Linked DNA regions of Hordeum vulgare: region 2 is linked to region 1. A link is a contact called in public Hi-C data. All regions are on one chromosome and are shown on one strand. Each heading gives the region's core, a stretch centred on a gene start, on an enhancer-like site or on the middle of the called end of the contact. The rest is flanking DNA. Distances are from core to core; before and after follow the strand shown.

What was found. A called contact is a pair of places that touch in the nucleus more often than the background predicts.
Region 2: a Hi-C map of seedling shows a contact between it and region 1, with 4 times the contacts expected there. The contact joins the promoter of LOC123427463 here to the enhancer-like site in region 1. A contact is called at or near these places in 2 of 6 Hi-C or Micro-C datasets (leaf and seedling).

Annotation. Positions count from the first base shown.
Region 1 is chr2H:585,365,366-585,369,747 of MorexV3_pseudomolecules_assembly, reverse strand. No RefSeq gene overlaps it. Among protein-coding and RNA genes, the nearest start is that of LOC123427462, 160 kb to the left of the region's middle. Within about 2 kb of position 2,592, at least 3 of the 3 cell types and tissues checked have open chromatin away from gene starts, as enhancers often do. A contact at or near this core is called in leaf and seedling, where this site is marked.
Region 2 is chr2H:585,589,454-585,593,835 of MorexV3_pseudomolecules_assembly, reverse strand. It overlaps LOC123427463 (F-box protein PP2-A13-like), which reads left to right and starts at 2,051. Exons shown (of 3, transcript XM_045111518.1): 1 at 2,051-2,923; 2 at 3,341-3,459. The coding sequence starts at 2,570.

The DNA.
Region 1 (4,382 bases), core at 1,343-3,842:
TTTGAGCAACAAGTGTAATCACATCTCAAGCATAAATTTGAAGCATACCAACGCAACATTTTAATTTGATTCCGTAAGTGTTTCCCTTTTTCAGTCATGCAATAATCCCTAAAGTACTCATGTTGATACAACGTGTCCCCCATTATCAAGTTGAATGGGGATTTCTCGGGATTATCAAAGTAGTATTTAATGTTTTCCACATAATAAGCATCGAGGGTTTTAGGAGGTTCCCCATCTCCATTAGTAGAAAGTACATTTTTTCGTGTTTCGTGTTCCATATAGCCAACTAAAGACATAAAACAACTTATAACAGAAAATAAAATTACTTATTGATAAAGCAAACATGCACACACAAGAATATCAACCGCTACACTATTGCTCCCCAGCAATGGCACTAGAAAAAGGTCTTGATAACCCACAAGTGTAGGGGATCGTTTGTAGCCTTTTTGATAAGTAAAAGTGTCAAACCCAACGAGGAGCTAAAGGTAGAATTAATATTCTCTCAAGTTCTATCGATCACCGATACAACTCTACGCACGCTAACACTTACTTTACCGAGAACAAGTGTGAAGCTATTTTGCAGGAACAAAACTAGAAGTACTTTGCGAGAATAATGCTATGGATACTTTGCAAGATAATAAAAGCTACTTCCTTCGTCCCAAAATAAGTGAATCAACTTTATACTAACTCTAGTACAAAGTTATTACAAAGTTGAGTCACTTATTTTGGGGCGGAGGGAGTAGTTGTTTAGTAGAAAGCTTTTTGTAACACAAAATAAAGATTTGTCTATAGGGGATTGATAACTAAACCGGAAATCATTATTGCAATTTTATATGAGGGAGAGGCCTACGCTAACATACTTTCCATACTTGGATCACATGCACTTATGATTGGAACTCTAGCAAGCATTCGTAACTACTAAAGATCAATAAGGTAAAACTCAACGATAGCATTAACACAGCAAGTCTCCTTTATTTCCATAAGTAAACAGTCCCCTTACTCGGTTGTAAGCTTATGACACTCTACCAACCACTATAAGGAAAGCATGAACATTTTCCAAACCCTACAACGATGGTGCCACACGCTTGCGCGACATGACGGCCACCATTGTACATCAACAAAATAAAACATACAAGTCAAACCAATCCCGATCATCAATCAACCCATAGGACAAGACAAATATACTCAAACATCACAAGATAGCCGCACATCATTAGGTAATAATATATAGCATTAATCACAACGTTAAAGTAGAGATTAAAATGGGTAAGAGAGGTTTTACATCGCTGCATAGAGGGGGACAGAGTTGGTGGTGATGGTGATGATGATGAAGTTGTTGGTGTAGATTGTCGTCGCGATGGTTGCCCCGGTGGCATTTTGGCGCCACTCGAAGAGAGGGGGAGAGAGCCCCTCCTTCTTCTTCTTCTTCCTTGGTATCCCCCTAGATGGGAGGAGAGTTCCTCCTCTGGTCCATGCCCGCCATGGCTCCCGGAGGACAAGAGCCCCTCCAATATTGGATCTCTCTCTCTCTGTTTCTCTCTTGTTTTCACGATTCTTTTTTCATCCGTTCATCATTTCTTAAATATCCGAAGATCCACAGCTCCGACTGGGCTGAAATTTTGAAGAGATTTTTATTAGGAAATTATCTTTGTTGTGGTGATAGAAGGGCCCTAACCGATTTACGGGGTGGCCCCAAGCCATTAGGGCGCGGCCACCCCTGGTCGCGCCTTGTTGGCTTGGGAGCACCTCGGCACCATGTTGTGTTCATTCTTCTTTCCAAAATTCACATATATTCCGAAAACAATCTTCATAAATTTTGATCGCATTTGGACTCCGATAAATTTTCTGCCAAACATGAAAAAACAGTAGGAACTCGCAGTCGGCACTCGATTAGTAAGTTAGTCCCAAAAATATTATATAATATTGACAAAAGTATACGAAAGTTGTGGAGTATTGACGTGAAACGATCAAAAATTATAAATAGGACGCACACTTATCAGCATCCCCAAGGTTAATTACTGCTAGTCTTCGAGTAAATAAATGATAAAAAGATGATTTTTAATGTAAAATGTTGTCTAACATTATCTTGAATAAATGTGTAATCATGACATTAGTATTTAGATACAACTGATTTAAGTAAATAGTTCCTGGTCTATTCGGAAAATGTACAATGTGAATGCGAAAATAGGCATATGTTAAAAAAAAGAAATAAAGAATAGAAATATTTAATAAAAACAAGAAAAAGAGAACACAAAGAAAACCTACTCAAACAAAGGAAACCGATAAGAAAAATAAATAGAAGAAAAAGTACTCAAACGAGAGGTGCTATAATACTAGGCGGACCAACTCCCTCGCGCCTAGAGGGACCGAGTTATGTCTCAGTACGGGCAAAAAATAGCCTTCGTGACGAGCCCATAGGCTTCTATATTTATGGTTTCCAGAAGTAAGTTTATGAAATTTCTTCAAGTTTGATGAGTATGAGCGGAGATGAGGCAATTCCTATTTGACGCTCGCGTGCGTCGATACACATCATTTTCGTTGAAGTACGCGAGCTAACACCAGGAAATAGGACCTCCTATTCGCCGCTCTGTGCGGCAACCAGTCGGGGCTTCGCACAGGGCGACCCCCGACTGCGACGGCCAGTAGGTGCACAACGACTATAGTTTTTTTTCTTTTTTTTCTTCTAAAACTGCAGTTTTTTTAAATGTAGAACATTTTTCTAAAAGCAAAAAATATTTTTCGAATTTGAATAACAATTTGTTAAAGTCGAGAACATTTTTTAAATGGCAGATCACTTTTTTAAAATACGGAACATTTTAACAAATTCTGGAACTTTTTTTCAAAATCTTGAACAGTTTTAAATTCCAGAACATTTTTTCAAATTCCGAAACATTTTTTAAAAATAAGGAATATTTTTACAAATTCCGGAACATTTTTACAAATTCTGGAACATTTTTTCAGATTTCATAATATTTTTACAAATTCCGAAACATTTTTTCAAAATATTAAACATTTTTTCAAATTCGAGAGCAATTTTTCGAATTCCAGATTTTTTTAAAAAAAAATTCAGAACCATTTTGAAACAAAAATAGAAAAAAAGAAACAAAAGCAGAAACAGAAAAAAAGGGTTCAGGAAACCTTCTAGAAGTTTCCCAAAGCCGGAAAAAACCGGTTGGAACCTCTAGAAGGTTCCCAAACCGGGCAAGGTTCCCTCGCTACCTCGCTACCTGGGCCAGCCCAATCCCCCGCTCGCTCTGTGCGAAGCCTCGACACCGCTTCGCACAGAGCGGCAAATAGGATTTTTCTCAAAGAAATGGGCCAAGCCCACTGCGAGAGGAAAATATGTGCTAGGCAAACCAGTTTTGGGAACTTTCTAAAACGTTCCCTCAATCGGTTTTTTCTGTTTCTGTTCTTTTACCGGTTATTTCGTTATTCTTTTTTCTTTTTCTCTCTTCCTTTTTGTTTCTGTTTTTTAATTTTTTTATTAGTTTTATGTTATACTTTTGACGTTATATTTTTTCCTTTTTTTCAAAGAGTTTGAAATTCTAATATTTGTTCATGATTTCCAAAATTGCTCATGTTTTTTAATTTTTTCACTTTTTATAGAACCTGTTCATGTTTTCAAATCTTGTTCACTTTTTGCAAAATTGTTCACAAATCAAAAAAAATCAGAATATATCACAACAATGTGCAATGTGTACTAAAATATTGTTCAACATATATCACAAAATTATTAATTTGTATTTAAAATTTGTTCAGTATATATCACAAAAATGTTCAATGTGTACTCAAAATTGTTCATCATATATCACAAAATTGTTTAATCTGTATTTAGAAACTGTTCAGCCTATATTTAATAATTGTACAAATATATAAAAAATGTTCACGTTTTCATTTTTGTTGAACTTTTTCAGAAACTGTTTGAATTTGGAATTGTTTTGCAATTGCAAACATTATTCACATTTTTATGAAAATTGTTCACTTTTTTTTGCAAGAAATATTGGGATGTTTTGGAAAAAGGGATGCCGCTGTTGCTAAGTATTCGCGTTGTGTTTTTGCTAAGAACAGTTTCCATCTCGAGTGGCAACCAGGGGCGGATCCAGCATAGCGGGCCGCCCAGCCCCCCCATTGTATAATGTAGGAACTGCTATAGTATAGCGCTACAGTATACAAAGGAATTGAGCCTCATGCCCCCCTCCTCTCCCGGCCTTGGGCCTAGATCCACCACTAGAGGCAACCAACGTAAGTTTTATCAAGAAAAAAAACTGTAAGTTTTATAGCTTTATGTGAGGAGTTCGACTCCTCATGCTTCCTTTTGATTCTCGTCAAGTTTTACAGTTTTGGGGTAAAACGAAGCTTCATTCATCAAAAGACACAAATTG
Region 2 (4,382 bases), core at 802-3,301, 220 kb before region 1:
AAAGCCACGAGGCTCCCACATGGACACATGGTGTGCCCAAGGGGGTGGTCGCGCCACTTGTCCATGCGAGGCCCCTGGATACCGCCTTAGTCCAATTCCATCACCATAATTCTCTACAAAAACAGAAACCATCTATCGTACTTCGAGAAGAATTTTATTGCCATCACAAGCCTCTATTCCAAAAAGAACCCATCTACAACCCTTTTTCAGAGATCTTCAAGAGGGGGAAGCCATTCTCGGAAGGCTGTTCATCAACCTTGCTTCCTCCATGACCATGTGTGAGTAGTCCTTTAGGGCCTACAGGTCCATAGTAGTAGCTAGATGGTTCTCACTTTCTTTTGGATTTTCAATACCATGTTCGCCTTCCTTCTTTATTAGGAGCAATCCGATGAAGTTTTGTTGTATGTTTCTTGAGACATGATGATTTGTTAGTTTACGATTAGATTGTTCATTGAATCTACTTGAATCTCTTGGCATTTATTTGTTGTATAATTAAGTAGATATGTATGATTTCTGATCTATTTGTCTTCTTTGGCCAATATTGATTGGTAGTCTTCAGAGTGAGTGGGACATAGTAGTGAGTTCAATCTTGTAGTGATTTCTATACCCATTAACATAATAGGAATAGGACACATATTTGTATTGTTGCCACTAAGGAGAAAACAATGGGATTTTATCTTATTGCTAGGTTTCTTCCTGTCTACATTATGTCGTCTTGTTTAATGCGTTATTCCATTTATTTTAAACCTAATACTTTGAGATGCATGCTGGATAGCGGTCTTGGGATGGAGTAATAGTAGTGCATGTTGCTGGATTAACGGTCTACTTATCTTGGACGTAGTGCCTATATAAGATTATGCCATGAATGATCATAGTGATACTCGTTGCTATTCTTGTCAATTGCCCAACTGCAATTTGTTATCTTGTTGTTTGCCTCTTTTCGAGAGATATCTCTAGTGAACCTATTGCCCCGGGGTCCATCTTTCATTAATACAAGCTTCAACAAAATTACCTTTTTACTTTTATCGTACCATTATCTATCTATTTGCTTTTAATCTTGTAACTAGCAAGACAAGAGGCTTGACACCCCCCTTGCCAAGTTGGGTATAAGTATTGGTTTTATTTGTGTGCAAGAATTGTTGACCTCATTAGTTTGGTGATTTCTACTCGTTCTATTAAACCTTGATCCTCAATTGAGAGAAATATTTTCATTTGGTGCTATATCATCCTTTCTTTTTAGTGCAAAACCCAACAACACCTACGGAGTAGCAGACATCAATGGTGATGATGATGGAACCATAGAAAAAAATTGAGATATGCCTCATCACTAGAATTGTCCATTCCAACCGAAATTTTAGTAGGCTTTTTCCATTCATATTATGATGGTCACAATCTAAGCCTCTCACAATTTTCTTTATTAATCACGCCAATTTCCCTATGGTTGTTCGACGATATCCCAGTTAACTTTCTATTGTGAAATTTTTGTGCATGTATATATAAGACGGGTAGAAATGTATAAACGTGAACCGGCTAAGATTTAAGAAAATCTCAATATATTGAGACATGCCCGGATATGTAAATAGGAAGCCACTATTCATCATGTGAACTGGTTAAGATTTAAGCCATTATTTTCAGTTTCAGCAAAATTACACTGTGTGTTTCCTTTCTTCTTTCTCTTCATGTCACCTCTAGCACCGCTTTCCTCTCTGCCAAATCGACTAAACATAATTTTTTTTCCGGCTTCCCAAGGTTTAGAAAATGCACTGCGAATACATTACTCCCTCTGGTGTATTCCTCCGTCCTAAAATAACCGTCTCAACTTTGTACTAACTCTAGTACAAAATTGAACTAAGTTTAAGACATTTATTTTGGGACGGAGGCTTATAAATTAGGTTTGAAAAAGTAAGAATACTGATCCGCAATGCCCAGCCAAGCCATGTTCCCCGACTCGAGGCCACGTTCAGATCACAGACCTACCTCCAATAGATAAACACTGTAAATCCAACCTGATCCGTTAAGAGACCCAAAGATTGGCACTCCACTAGTACTGTACAACAATATCCACTTCAATTTATACCTGTCCTAAAAAGCGCGCTGCTACAGGCCCATGTCAGCGTCCGTCTGCCTCCGTTAAATCCTCCCAATCCAGAATCCTCCTCGCCTCCCCTCCCCTCCAATCCGAGAAACAATGGCGGAATCCCTCGTGGGCGGTTCCACCCCTGTCCCCGTCTGAAGCGTGTTTGTCTCCCAGCCCGATTCGGTGGCCCGTGTCTGCCCGAGAACCCGTGGCCTGCGGCAGATTTGGTCGCCAAGTTCTGAGCTTTCCTTCCGTCAGGCTGGTGTTTCGGGACACGGGCGCCCGCGGATCGTTCTGGCTCCGGATGAAGGCTTCTTCGCTGCACGTCCGCTGATCCGAAGCGGAATTGGCGGTCCTCCAACCGTCGCCGCCGGGTAGGTGCCCACCTGGAAGGCATTGCGGGCTGAAGCCGGACAAGTTCTGAAACTTTTCCGTGCCCTGGAGCAATCTGTCGTCGAATCGCCTGGCAATTGGCTGCGGCTTGGAGCGCAGATGGGGGCGGGGGCTTCGAGCATGGCGGGGGCGGAGGGGTGGGGCCAGACGTCGCTGGGCGACATGCCGGAGAGCTGCGTGGCGCCGGTGCTGCTCTACCTCGACCCGCCGGAGATATGCCTCGTCGCCCGCCTCAACCGGGCGTTCCGCGGCGCGGCCTCCGCCGACTGCGTCTGGGCCACCAAGCTTCCCGCCAACTACCGGTACCTCGCCGCCCTCGCCGCGGCGGCCGACGACGACAGCAGCAGCGACGGCTCAGTGGAGGGCAATGGTAGGTGCTGCTCCTCCGCGGCGACCAAGAAGGAGAAGTACGCGCGCCTGTGCAGGCCAACCCCCTTCGATGGGGGCACCAAGGTACCTTAATCTCATTTTTACAGTTTCTACTGGTCCTTGTTACTAATACAGCTTGCTTTAAGCATGGTCATTATTTGCTCTTGTTGTGATGACAAAAAAGAGGTCTTCCTTGGAAGAGAGGATCTAGAAGGTAGGTTTGGTTTGTGTGCAATCAATCTGACATGTTTAGAGGGATTTATTAACTATGAACCGTAATGTTTCTGTGAATTTCGATTATGGATTGCCTGGGTGCTTATGTGAGCTGGATTGCTAGTAGACTCATAAAGGACCCCGATATATGGAACAGTAATTCCCCTTTCATGTGCCAGAGTGTATTGGTTTCTGTTTTCCTTCCTTGTTTATGTTTGCTGTCTTGGATGGTGTTTATTCTTGGATTTCTAGTATGCTGAAATTACTTGACTGGAAACACCTATGTAGGAATTCTGGATCCAGAAGAGCAAGGGTGGTCTTTGCATGTCCATCTCCTCAAAGGCTTTGGCAATTACCGGTATCGACGATCGGCGGTATTGGAGCCACCTCACCACAGACGAGTCAAGGTACTTCCGTCTTGCTAAGTTTTGGATTAATAGTTGCTCCATGGGAAGTTAAGGTTGAATTCAATGGAAACTATTTTTTTTTGTGGAAACCTTCTCAGATTTTTGTTCTAATTGAAAATTTGAGTAATTTTTACTAGAACATGCACTAGAACGTGTTGCATAGCAAATTTGAGCATAGAAGGGAACATCTCTGTTGTGTCCTGGTTTTCCAAATATCCTATTGTATGGAGGTGAACTCTTAGGATATCCATGCTTATTGGTTGTGTGCCACTGTGTAGTTGGTATGACCATTTCCTTGTTATTGAATAGTAGGAATAACAGGTGTTGTTTGCCCTCTGCTGAGAAAGAACTTTAGTGCAATGCATACATATTTGTCTTGCCGACAAGGCCCTATTCCTCGATTGTAAGGATGCTTTGACTTTCAATTCTTTCCCTTAACCATAAGGTGCATCAGTGTAGGCAGCAGCTATGGTAAAAATAGAGAATGCTAACTTGGGAATGTGATTGGTATGTCTTGGTGGTTGATTAAAGTGCTGGGGTCTGGTAGTTCATAGATGGGGAATTACATATCATTAGTTCTTCAGGCTGCGCGCTCTAAGAGATGCTACAAAGCTCATACAGTAGTCATAGACAGGAGCTCATTTCTGCGATAAAGGTCTATTTCGGTTTATCTGTTGCGCTAGTATGACATGCCTTTGGTCTTGTGATGTACTCCCTCTGTACCACAATACTTGTAGCTGGGGGTACTTGTATTAGTGCTCCCCAACAAGTATTTAGGTACAGAGGGAGTACTATATTCATATAGAAAATCTTGGAGCCAATCATCATATTGCATACTTCCAAAACTAACACTTCAGTCTCGTGGTAAAACATGTAGGTCTATCCTTGTTTCTACTCTGCTTATTGATTTATTTCCGATGCAA